Regions from separate parts of the Triticum aestivum genome. Here region 1 is linked to region 2. The links are chromatin contacts, called in public Hi-C maps. All regions are on one chromosome and are shown on one strand. The core of a region is the stretch at or near the end of the contact, and the rest is flanking DNA. Distances in the headings are between cores, read along the strand shown. Region 1 holds the start of LOC123157394 (probable inactive leucine-rich repeat receptor kinase XIAO). Region 2 has its middle 200 kb from the start of LOC123159337.

Region 1 (5,823 bases), core at 1,698-4,197, 720 kb after region 2:
TGGAGTTATTTCAGTTATTCAATCAAGACGCCCTCGACAAACAACTCATGACTTGCTACTGTCTGTAAGTATACTTATGTAATTAAGTCTGTATAGCTCAGCTCTTTCATTACATGTATATATAATTATCCTCACTATATTATGCAGATTGAAGATCATCGAATGCAAAAAAGACAAATCTATGACATTGGGTTCATTAAACCAAATACCGTAAATGAATGGTTGGTTAAAAAGAGAGTCAAATATACTGAGGACAACTTGCTACAATCGTTACTTCGACATCAAAAAAAAAGGGGAAATACTTTTTCCTTACAACTTCAAGTGAGTGTTACTATCTTGTGCATATTCGGTTTCGCTTACTCAAGGTTATAGTAATGTAATTGATGAGTTATGCGTGCGCAGTTTTCACTTTATTCTGCTAGAGATTAAGCTTGACCGAGGAGTAGTAGTTGTCTTAGACTCGAGACGTAAAGATCCCCAAGAGTATGCGGACATGACTGCAATGCTCCAGAAGTAAGTTCAATCGATCATTATCGCACCATATCGTAACTTTCATTCATTTGCTGATATTAAGTAATCATTTCCTTTGCCTGGCAGGGTTTAGAAACAATTCACCGGAATGGTTCCGCGTCTGTAGAAGGAGCTGCGATTTACACAACCCAAAGTAAGTATTACAATACCATTATCATGCTTCATTATCAGTTTGATTGAACTCTATTCTCGTAAAGTGCTTGTGGCAGGAAGGCATGAATAATTTATGTGGATACTACGTTTACGAGTTCATCCGCCACTCGACCTCTGAGCGAGGCTACTCTGACAAACAATATGAAGTACGTAAACAATATTCACAATTTTGTTTTTATTACCATCAATTGTGTTGAGTTTCATTCATATATATGTTTTTACCCCCTTCTTTAAATTAGTTGTGGCAGATGCGGGATTAATTCCTACCACATGATCGCATACGAGCAATTCAACGGGAATTGACGGAATTCTTTCTTGACCACGCCATACATAAAGGCGGAGAATGCCATGTGGAAGTTGAAATTGATTTTAGATGTTAGGGATTGTAAGAGATGTTATATTGTATATATGTAGTAGTGTTGGATAGATATATACGGAAATTTGTTGCTCGACCAAACTCGGAGAAAGAGAGGTCACTTCTCTCTGTATATGTTCATGACGATCTTGTGTAATTAATGGTTCCTTCATTTGCTTACTAACTAGCGTGTCGAGTTCTCTCTATACGTACAGTAGTTAGCGTCGATCAAGCACGGAGGAAGAGAGGTCACTTCTCTCTATTAGCTAGCTAACACTATGAACCCCCCCCCCCCTTCAAAAGAAAATCCAACGCGTGCGTGCTGCTGACGCGTTGTTGCCTTTTGGTCCCGGTTGGTGTTACCAACCAGGAGTAAAGGTCCTCCTGCCTGGGCGCCCCGCGGCGGCCACGTGGAGCCCCTTCTGTCCCGATTCGTAAGCAAACCGGGACTAAAAGTTTGGGGCTTTATTTCCGTTTGATTTGCCCCGGTTTCAGAACCGGGACTAAAGACCCTCTGGAACCGGGATTCGTACCCTTTTTTCTACTAGTGAACGGCTCTCGTGGGCGTGTGTCCGCGATGTCTTGAAAAGTCAGCTGCACTTTTTAGAATTTGGTCAGATTTATTATCAAAGTTCACCAAAGTATAAAACACCTCAAACATAATAAAAATTACATCGAGATATTGAGACCAGCGAACAATCACAAGCGGCTGTTCGATAATGTCGCGGCTCTGTGCGGGCTTACCAAGCCCGGTGGCAGCAAGGTCAGGAGAGAGGAGGGGAGAGGCTGTCGGCGGTATAGGGTTTGGACTTTGGAGCCGCCCGAGTCGCCCAAGGAGGGACGCAGGGGCGAAGAGGGCGCGAGCTACCAAGTCAACCTTATCGACACATTCACGAGCTCACTAAAGGGAGCATGCAATGCAGCAGCGGCCGGCTCAGAGGCATGCACGCACCAATGCGCTACTGATTTTGTACAGACCAGACCTGAGATACAACACTAGTGTCGCGCGCGATCTGGAGCTGCCTACATGAAAACTGAAATCCAGCGGGACACGTACAGTTTCTGTACACTAACCAGCAGCGAGGCGTCCTCGATGCAGGAGCCCTTCAGCTAACCTGCTGGCCGTTGTAGTAAATTGACACCTCTTGCGACAAGTATTTATGCACCATGTCCCCGGCCTGCATGGCCGAACGAAGCAAAAAAGAAACAACAACGTACCCGAAGCCGCGTCGAGATCGGGCAATATCAGTACTAACAGCCATAGATCAAGGCCGAACCATGCAGCTGCACTTACAGTCTGTCTGTGTGTTCACATTTACAAATTGTACGCTTTAGAGTTGGATTATGTATTCTACTGTTGATCTCTGTATTTGGATGGATTACATGCGGGGGTTGCATTCACGCACGCACCTGTATGGCTTCAGTCTTTGTGATTTGTCATAGCACCCATGGACTTAGCATCATGTCATGCACACTTGGAGTTCACTGCACTGGAAGCTAGCTAAGCTAGCAGCAGGCCATGCTATCTAGGGAACGGAGATGAGAAAGGTGGTGAACCAAGAGCCATGGTTATTCTACTTAACCTGATGCTGGGACATTAGAGTAAAGCAGGGACAAGTAATGCACTTTTTGTCTCTCTTGTTCCAACCCATCATTAGGAAGGAACAAACAAACCACAACCAAACAAGCGCAGTGGAGATAGATAGATGCTCATCCCAAATGCTGTGCCAAATCCTCTCGCTTTTCTCCTTCCTGAAAATAAACGGCATGGCATCCTCTCACCTTTTGGCTTTTGCCTCTCTTCTCCCCAGGAAAGCTGGACAATCATCAGGACCAGGACCCGAATTAAAATGTGGTTGTTCTCTTGCTATTCACTCCTCACCATTGACGTCCATGGCTCTGCGCCCCTGCCTCCATCTGCAGCACGGCTTTCAAAGCGCACCGCACTCCAAAAATTAACCTCTGGCAATTGGGCCCACCGAGCAGGGTGTCCCACTTGTCCGTGAGCGACAGTATGCAGTCGGGTGGGACCCGCCACACCTCACCACGCGCATGGTTATCAAGGCAGAGCCCCATCCCCAGCGCGTTCTTCACCACCCAACGCCGCGCTGAACTCCTTCTCCGGCAGCGACGCTTTCCTTACTGATACACCACCGCCTCGCGGCCTCGCCTCGAGAGCCCAATGGCCGCGCGCATGACGCGGCGCCCTGTCGTCTTGCTGCTCCTCGCTGCCGCCATTCTCGCGGTTGCGGTACAGCCGGCGGCAGCGACGCTGCATCCGGTGGACTACCTGGCGCTGCAGGCCGTCCGGCGCGCGCTCTCCGACCTGCCGGGCTCCGGCTTCTTCGCTTCGTGGGACTTCACCGGAGACCCCTGCGGCTTCGCGGGGGTCTCCTGCTCCGGCGACGGCCGGGTCGTCACGCTGGCCCTCGGGGACCCGCGAGCCGGCGCACCGGGCCTCTCGGGCGCATTCCCCTCTGCCGCGCTCGCGCGTCTCTCCGCGCTTAGCTCGCTCTCGCTCGTCCCCGGCCGCGTATCCGGGGGGTTATCCTCCGCCGTCGCGGCGCTCCCGTCGCTCCGCTTCCTCGCTTTGTCTGGGAACCTCATCTCCGGCAACCTCCCCGGAGCATTCTCCCCTGCTCTTCGGACGGTTGATCTCAGCAAGAACTCCTTCTCCGGCAGGATACCCTCGTCGCTGCTCCATATCAGGAGTCTCCGAACGCTCGTCCTCTCCCACAACTCCCTCTCCGGCGAGATCCCCAAGACTGTGAGTTCGCCGCTGGTCCACCTCGACCTCAGGAACAATCGCCTATCCGGCGGCGTACCGCCGCTCCCGATGACGGTCGTGTACCTCAGTCTCGCCGGGAACAGGCTCTCCGGCCGCGTGGGCGGCGTCCTTCGCAGACTGACGAGGCTGTCGTTTCTTGACCTCGGCGGGAACTGGTTCTCCGGCGAGGTGCCCGGAGAAGTTTTCTCGTTCCGGATTGGGTACCTGCAGCTGCGCAAGAATGCCTTCTCTGGCGAGCTCCGGCCGGCGGGGAGGTTGCCTTCGGGCGCCACGGTGGACCTCAGCCACAACGCGCTATCCGGGCGGGTGCCGGCGGAGCTGGCGAGCGCGGCCGCAGTGTACCTGAACGGGAACAAGTTTGCTGGCGCGGTGCCGGCGGAGATTGTGGCGGCGGCGGAGGGCGGGCGCATGCGGGTGCTCTTCCTTCAAGACAACTTCCTGACCGGCATCAGCATGCGCGGCGTGCCGTCGAACGCAGCGGTATGTGCACACTGGAACTGTGTTGCGCCGCCGCCAACCGTGGTGGCCGCGTGCCCCGCCAAGGGCGGCAGGGGCCGGCGCCGGCCGCCGGCTCAGTGCGGCGGGAGGAGGGGGTAAGGAAGGAAATGTTTAAGGCTTCTGGGGTGGTTTAGTGGGTAATGATGGTGTCATAGCTCATGACACAGGTGAAAAAACAATTTTTGGTGTATATTTTGTGATCTTCCTTTAGATATACGGCCGTAGTTTGTCAGTTTTACACATGTAAGGTGGATCTGGTGTGTTTCAGACTTTCAGTAGAGAAACTTTGTGCACAGAAATGTTCGGCCCTGCTATGTTATCTCTAGTGATTTGTTGCTCAATGGTTCGAATTGTTACAAAGTGCATCTCGTATTGACTAGTAATTGTACCAGTTGTTCTGCAATTATTCTTAGTGAACTACGTACTACTCCTCTGCAATTTCGATACGGAGGGGTATTATTCTGTACATTGCAGGACTGTAGAATAATTCAGCACAATTGGACGTAGGGTGCTACGCGGTTTATGAATGGAGTAACTGGTTTGCTACATTTGGTCTCGAATCCTAGTTGTGCAGGGTGGTTGGTATTTCCTCCGTTCGAAAATGTTTGTCATCAAAATGGATAAGAAAGGATGTATCTAGGCCGTGTTCGGAATCCATCCTCTCTGCTTCCACTCCGCGGAGTTGTGGTGCTCAATTTAGGCCGCTCCGTAAAAATGAGCTAGAGGCTCGTGCGCTTCGGAGCGGAGTGGAGGGAGCGGAGAGGAGCCGAACACGGCCCTAAAATGACAAGTATTTCCGGGACGGAGAGAGTAGTTTGGAAGTAGAAAAACGAAAAACACACAGATGTATTGTTCTTCTCTAATTTGATGGCTTGGGTCAGAAACACTACCAAAGCATATTCTCATGTGAACATTGCCAGGCAAGTTAAACAACAACTCTCATCCCTTTTTCACTTGTTCTTCCCTCCTTTCTCCTTTGCACAACACTTTGGGAAGTGAAGAAGAACTCACCAGAATGATCTACGGTATCTCCAACAACAATCTACAAAAAACCTCCCGCATCCCTGTCCGCGGATACGGATGCGGAAGGCAGCCATCCAACGCTAATCACATACATTTTCACAACAACTCAAATCAATCGGACGAAATTCGTGCAGGATTTCATGCAAACTCGACCGGATTTCATACAAACATGACAGATTTCATACAAACCAGACACAAACGGTTACATTGTGGATATATATTTTGACTAAAAGGTTAAAACTATGTGCACGTACAGTCGCGCAGAGCTCCACTCCCATGGTGCAGATACACTACACTAGTCTATGGCTGGCCGTCTAGAGCGGTTCGGACTCCCGCAAACCTCTCATATTTTTGTCTCCGATTTGTAAGAGAAATCGCGTCCGGATCGCTCCACGGCCGGTCGGCATTGAACGACTTCCGCTGTCCAGACAGTTACAGGAGGTTTGTAAGTCGGCCTTGGAGATGCCCTTAACAG
Region 2 (6,207 bases), core at 413-2,912:
GACGACGCGGTTGCGTTGCCCGGACTGGTGCACCATACGGAGCGCCGGAGAATGCGATTCAGCCTCGCCAACGTCCACCGCCGCGTGGCCTGCCGCCGCCTCTAGCGCCCGCTGCCTCGCATGGCGGGCATGCCGCACCACGTTTGCGTCGGACGACGCCCATGACGCGTCCTCCGCCTCGGTGCGCTAACGGAGAGTTTGCGCATCCGCCACCGCATTGGGACGCCAGATGGACCGCACGAGCCCCCGATGAGTCAGCAATGGCACACCCAGCGGCGGATCCATGCGCCATTTGGGCGGACGCAATGGATTCTTGACGGAAGGAGTCCGAACACCCGTCAGGCGGCCTCTTCATGGGAGCGGCGGAGCGCAAGCTGAAAAGGTCATCTCCTTCTCGGGGCCGCATGTGATGAGCTCGGGATCGACGGATCTAGGGGTGTAGGACTCGGATCTGTAGCCCGCCATGCTGGAGAAGACCGAAAATCGCCCGATGGAAGCTTGGGGCGGAGTGGAGCGAAGGGAAGTGGAGTGGTGTGGTTATTAGTGATTGGTCCGGGGAGCCAATGGGGAGGATTATATGTGGGGTCGGGTGGGTCAGTGTGCGCCGGGTCTGGCGTGACGGACGCTTCTGGCCTCGTCCTAATCCGTCCCATATTTGAGCCGGATATACGAGGGTGTAGGTCAGTCCGGGCGTTAAGGAGGATTTGAAGCGTTTGACCGGGTCAATTTTTTTGTGCCCAGACCGTCCGTCCGGGCGTAAGAGGAGGGTTTAAGGCACCCGGTCGCAGATACTCTTACGTACGTATGTGAGCTAGGCGTGCTTCATTTTTCATGGTCCGCCAGTAGCTTTGCTTTTGCGTGTGTGGCCGCACTGAAGTAAAATCCTCTCCCTCTCGATCCCGTGGAAGTGGATCGAACGTGCATGATTCCCATCTCCACTCAACACGTGCATTCGCAGGCGCGGCCACACGTACGTGATCGATCGTATGACCATCTGACCCGGTGGCTAGCCATGACTCGTATCGCCCCGACCGGCGACATGCATGTCAGGCGTGGTGAGGTGAAGACGTGCTGCACGAGTGCATGCATGCGCAATCACGCGGCTCCAGAGTTAGGCGGGTGACGACTCGTTGCACCCTGAGTGAAGAAGGGTATAAGCCGCAGATTAGCATGCCTAACTGATTAACTGATTACTTAATTAACCAGCAGGATATGTGATACCCGCGAAAGGCAAATCCATCGAGTGCGCGCTTTCGATCTCAGTGTCGGATATGTACGGCCATGGCACGCACGCTCGAATCTCGACCGAGCCGAGGGTCGACCTGAGTCAAGTCTCCGCGTGATCTCCGAACCGAAAGGCGTCGGAACTCTCTATCCGACCGACCGCCCAGCCGGACCAGCTGGCCTCCTAGCGCACCGCATCCCCATGCACACGCACGTAACTTCCTCGCATGACCACAGGAGGAACCCGCGCGCAACGGCCGGTCAGCAACCATCGAGTGACTCGTGCGGTGAAGCTGCCTGCATACGCGCATAGAGTTCGAACATCTTCTCTGTACAGGTGGATCTACGTACGACCTGCGGTCAACATACATGTTAGGCTTTCAGCTAGTCGGGATAACGGATAACCGGATAAGAAGAAAGCCTAAAAACGCAGCACGTGTCAGGTACGCTCGCCGTGCAGCGCATGCTCCGGTCATGACCTGTGCTACAGTCTACGCTACGTACGTACGTGCGTTCGCGTGCAGTCAAGAGCGATTTCGACAGCCGTCGCGCGCGCGCTCTCTCTGTCACGCACGCGTGTTTTCACCGTCCACGCCTCTCGCCAAATCGACCGGCCGTTCGAGGTACGTACATGGATGCCAGGTGGTAGGCTCACGCGGCCCTTGCATGGATTCGGTCGACGAATGCAATTTCGTATCCTACCGGCCGGCAGTCGGCGGAGAGGTTCCAGTCAAAACTCAGAGCACGAGCGACCTTGATAACTTGGCTTCACCAATGACACCTTGCGGATCATATATCCACACACAAAAAATCCCTACATGCATGTTGCATAGAGTGCTCCTGTCCATGCGAAAACATGGCTCGTGAGAACATCGACTGGTGCATGAACCCCTGCACCACCGCTGCATGCATGACCACCGCCTACGGGTGCAAATTCAGCCATGACACGCGCCGTTCTGCTCACACATGGTATTTGTGGGTTTCTACGTTTTCTATTTGTTGATGAAAAAGAAAGTTTACCCCCCGGCGTCTGTACCACCCGATGCACAAAAACATTGTGTGGCTGCCTATGTACCTAACCACTCAACTCACATACGTACGTCTATTCTATTTTGAAATCTGTCAGCAGCGACAAATAATATGGATAGAAGGGGGTAATATTTTTTATGACGGCTTTAATTCACTAATTATGTGTTAGTAGATTTCTTTTGTTCTTTGTTTTGTCATATATAAACCGTTAGAGACCTAGCCGTTGCTCCATCATAATCCCTCCGTTCGAAAATACTTGTCTAAAAAGGAATAAAACCGGATATATCTAGATGTATTTCAGTTCTAGATGCATCCCTTTTCATCCATTTTGATGATAAATATTTTCGGATGGAGGGAGTACTGGATAAGTCAATGACCCTCTGGAACACCGGAGTTTCTGACGGCAATTGTGGGCATGTTATGCTCACTTAACAACAAGTCTTAGCCGTCACCGAACACGCCCTGGAAAGTCAGCTCTTAAAAAAAATACTGTGCGAAATTTCCAACGTACACTCAAAGGAGGATTAATACCGTCCAAGAAAGTTGAACTGATTATAGGCTCACTTTTTGTCTGCAGTTTTTACTATCATATAGTGTGTAAAACTCCGTGCATGCAAACTCATACTTCCTCCGTCTGAAAAATACTTGTCGAAGAAATTGATAGAATTGGATGCAGCTAGAACTAAAATTCCAACATACACTCAAAGGAGGATTAATACCGTCAAAGAAAGTTCAACTGATTATAGGCTCACTTTTTGTCTGCAGTTTTTACCATCATATAGTGTGTAAAACTCCATGCATGCAAACCCATACTTCCTCCGTCTGAAAAATACTTATCGAAGAAATTGATAGAATTGGATGCAACTAGAACTAAAATTCCAACATACACTCAAAGGAGGATTAATACCGTCGAAGAAAGTTCAACTGATTATAGGCTCACCTTTTGTCTGCAGTTTTTACCATCATATAGCGTGTAAAACTCCATGCATGCAAACTCATACTTCCTCCATCTGAAAAATACTTGTCGAAGAAATTGATAGAATTGGATGCAGCTAGAACTAAACTATGTCTATATCATCCATTTCTTTGATAAGTATTTTTGAATGAAAAGTGAACTACTATATAGAAGTGTAATGTTTACTTGAAACAGAATTAGGCTAAGTACACCAAGAAATAAAATTTTCTCCTACATATCTTTTACGTCGCTGACCTATCTTTTAGAGCAACTAGCCATCCATACATATTCTGGGTTTCGGTATAACACGCGTCCATCTGCGCATGGCAGCGACGTTTAGCGACTAGACTGGCTTGACAGGTATGCATGTGCCATTCAAACTATTCAAGTCCAGAAGTCTTTGTAAGTCAAGAAACATATTAGAGCATCTAAAGCAGGACATAGCAAATATAATCTTTTAAACGTCCGTGGACGCGTCCGGTCAGTGATTAGATGTGTCCGGTTTGAGCCTTCATTTATCCGCCTGCGCAGGCATACTCCTCATTTTTCTTCTCATATGCCTGTCACTTGCACGTGATTGGTGAAGATGAAAAGAAATAAATAAAAGAATGAATAAAGAAAAAGAAAAGGTGGTTCGGGATAGGGTCGCATCCTACGTGGCGGAATGCCCGGGCGCGTCCGCGAGCCCTCATATCCTCCTCATATTTGAGATGTATATGCGGGTTCGTGGACAGCCCGGGCATATATGGATGATATCAGGGGTCCGGTTGGGTCACGTTTTTCCTTCTCTCTCCTGTCTGATCGTTGACCGGGCGCGTTCGCGGGTGTATGAGGGATGGTTTGAGGCGTCCGGTTGTAGATGCTTTTAGTCTACCTTTACATACTCAACACAAGAATTGTAGTCGTTTTTAAATAATGTATATACGGATGTACATAGATATATTTTAGAGTATAGATTCACTCATTTGACACCGTATATAGTTTATTATAGAATCTTTAAAGGGATTTATATTTAGGAACGAAGGGAGTAGGGATCTGAGTGTCGCGCCAATATATACACAGCTGCCCAGCCCCTCACATGCAAACTTGCCTAGTTTATTTGCTGCGGCCTTCTTGTGATGCGTTTGCAGAAGGGCAAAGTCAAAGCTTATTTTATTTACGCATGGCTGCTACGTACTCACGGTTATGGTATTGATCAGCCTAACATGATGCAAAAGTCCTCCCTGACTTTTCGCTCAAACTCGCGGACGGACGTCGAATGGGCATATTGGGCAACACGCGTGCCAGCTGTGACGTTGGTTGATATGAACCAAAGGAGTGAGTTTGTAAACAAAGGTATGTAAGAGCATCTACAGCTGGCTATGTCAAATATGATCTCTTAAACGTCCACAGACACATCCGGTCCGACCCACTAACCGTGCTCGTCTTAAATCTCATGAGTTGCATTCGACATCTCATATTAGATTCTTAAATCCATATAAGGACTTGCAAACAAAATAAACCTACGTACAACGTCGATTATCTAGCTACTCATCGTCGGATATGTCGACTATCTCCATGTCCGGCTCCGACAACATGGCCGGCAGTTGCAGCTCCGGCTGCTCCGCTTCGGACTCCTCCTTCTCTATCTCCGCGTCCAGTTCGGCGAAGAGCGCGTCGGAAGCCGCCTGCTCCTGCCGAAGGAACGCCCGGTTGGCTTCCACACATGCCTCATCCTAGATGGACTCTAGGATAGCCTTCTGCTTCGCCATCTCCTCCGATTGGGCGACGACGAACTCTGCCTTCTCCATGTAGGAACCGGACAGCTCCTGCTCTGGCAGCTTCGGCTGCTCCGCCTCATCCACCCCCTCCATCTTCATCGGAGCCAGCTCCTCTCCCTCCTCCTCCTTCGGCTCCGGCGAGTCCGGAGGCAGCCCGAGAGCGATGCGGGCGGCGCGTGTGGCTTGCCTCGCCCGGATCTCCTGCTGAATCTCATCCCGATGCTTCGGCGTGAGCATTGCGTAGTAGGTGATCTTTCTCCGGACCATGGCAGAGCGCCGGAGCGGGAGAGGGAGAGAAAGGAGGCAGATGGGTTCGGGCTGGCGGCACGGGGAGGGGAGGGGGACGTGGATGGCTATAGTTGCGGGACGTCGACCGGCTTAAATCGACAGATTTGGTCTCGGGTGGCGAGCCGGAGCGATGCCACGCAGCGACGGAGGAGGCGTCCGTCAGACAGCCGGGTTTCCGGGCGAATCTATGTGGGACGCCTTCGTCAGTCCTAGACGCGCCCGTGCATCCCATATTTGGACTGGATATGAGGGGTGCCGGTCAGCCTGGGCGTTTGATGCCTGTTTGAGGGGCTGTTTGGGTCGAAAAATTGTGACCAGTCAGTGGCTAGGCGGCCTGCCCAGGCATACAAGGCGGGTTTGGAGTGCCCGGCTGTAGATACTCTAATTTCATTCGATGCTTCAAATAATCTGCAACTATGTACTTCCAATTCGAAAAATGTTAGAATATTTTATTTTATGTTTGTGAGCGAAGGGAGTAGTATATATGTCGTCCATCCCAGTTTAACTACACGCATTAATACATTGGCAGTACTACCATAGATGTACTGTTGGATATAACATGATCAGAGAGCTACATGGCCATGCACAACGAATCTTGTCATGATCATCTCCTCACATCACATGCATGTCCATCACACTGATGCTCCGGTCTCAAACCCGAATCCTCCTCGACGGCAGTACGTGGCAAACATGCATGAACGACGTACGCCTTGAAAACAACAGCGGGAGTTGTTCCAGGAAGCGCCACAGCTCCTCGAAAGCTCAAGGCACCGTTGGTTTCCTAACACGTATGTACGGACGCATGTACACTGAGAGGGAAGCAGCCGTTCACTCTTGAAGTTTCTTGTACTAGCGGAAATGGACCGTGGGTCAATTTCTTTACGGCCTCGTGAAGGTTCTAATTAAGGTCTGGACCATGGTGCGAGGACGGTAGTGTTTTTTTTCCATGTA

What was found. A called contact is a pair of places that touch in the nucleus more often than the background predicts.
Region 1: a contact with region 2 is called in a Hi-C map of leaf, with 4 times the contacts expected there. The contact joins the promoter of LOC123157394 here to the enhancer-like site in region 2. A contact is called at or near these places in 3 of 5 Hi-C or Micro-C datasets (all in leaf).

What each region holds. Positions count from the first base shown.
Region 1 is chr7B:488,452,697-488,458,519 of IWGSC CS RefSeq v2.1, forward strand. It overlaps LOC123157394 (probable inactive leucine-rich repeat receptor kinase XIAO), which reads left to right and starts at 2,948. Exons shown (of 1, transcript XM_044575670.1): 1 at 2,948-4,685. The coding sequence starts at 3,222. The coding sequence ends at 4,424.
Region 2 is chr7B:487,732,374-487,738,580 of IWGSC CS RefSeq v2.1, forward strand. No RefSeq gene overlaps it. Among protein-coding and RNA genes, the nearest start is that of LOC123159337, 200 kb to the right of the region's middle. Within about 2 kb of position 1,663, at least 1 of the 8 cell types and tissues checked has an H3K27ac peak or open chromatin away from gene starts, as enhancers often do. A contact at or near this core is called in leaf, where this site is marked.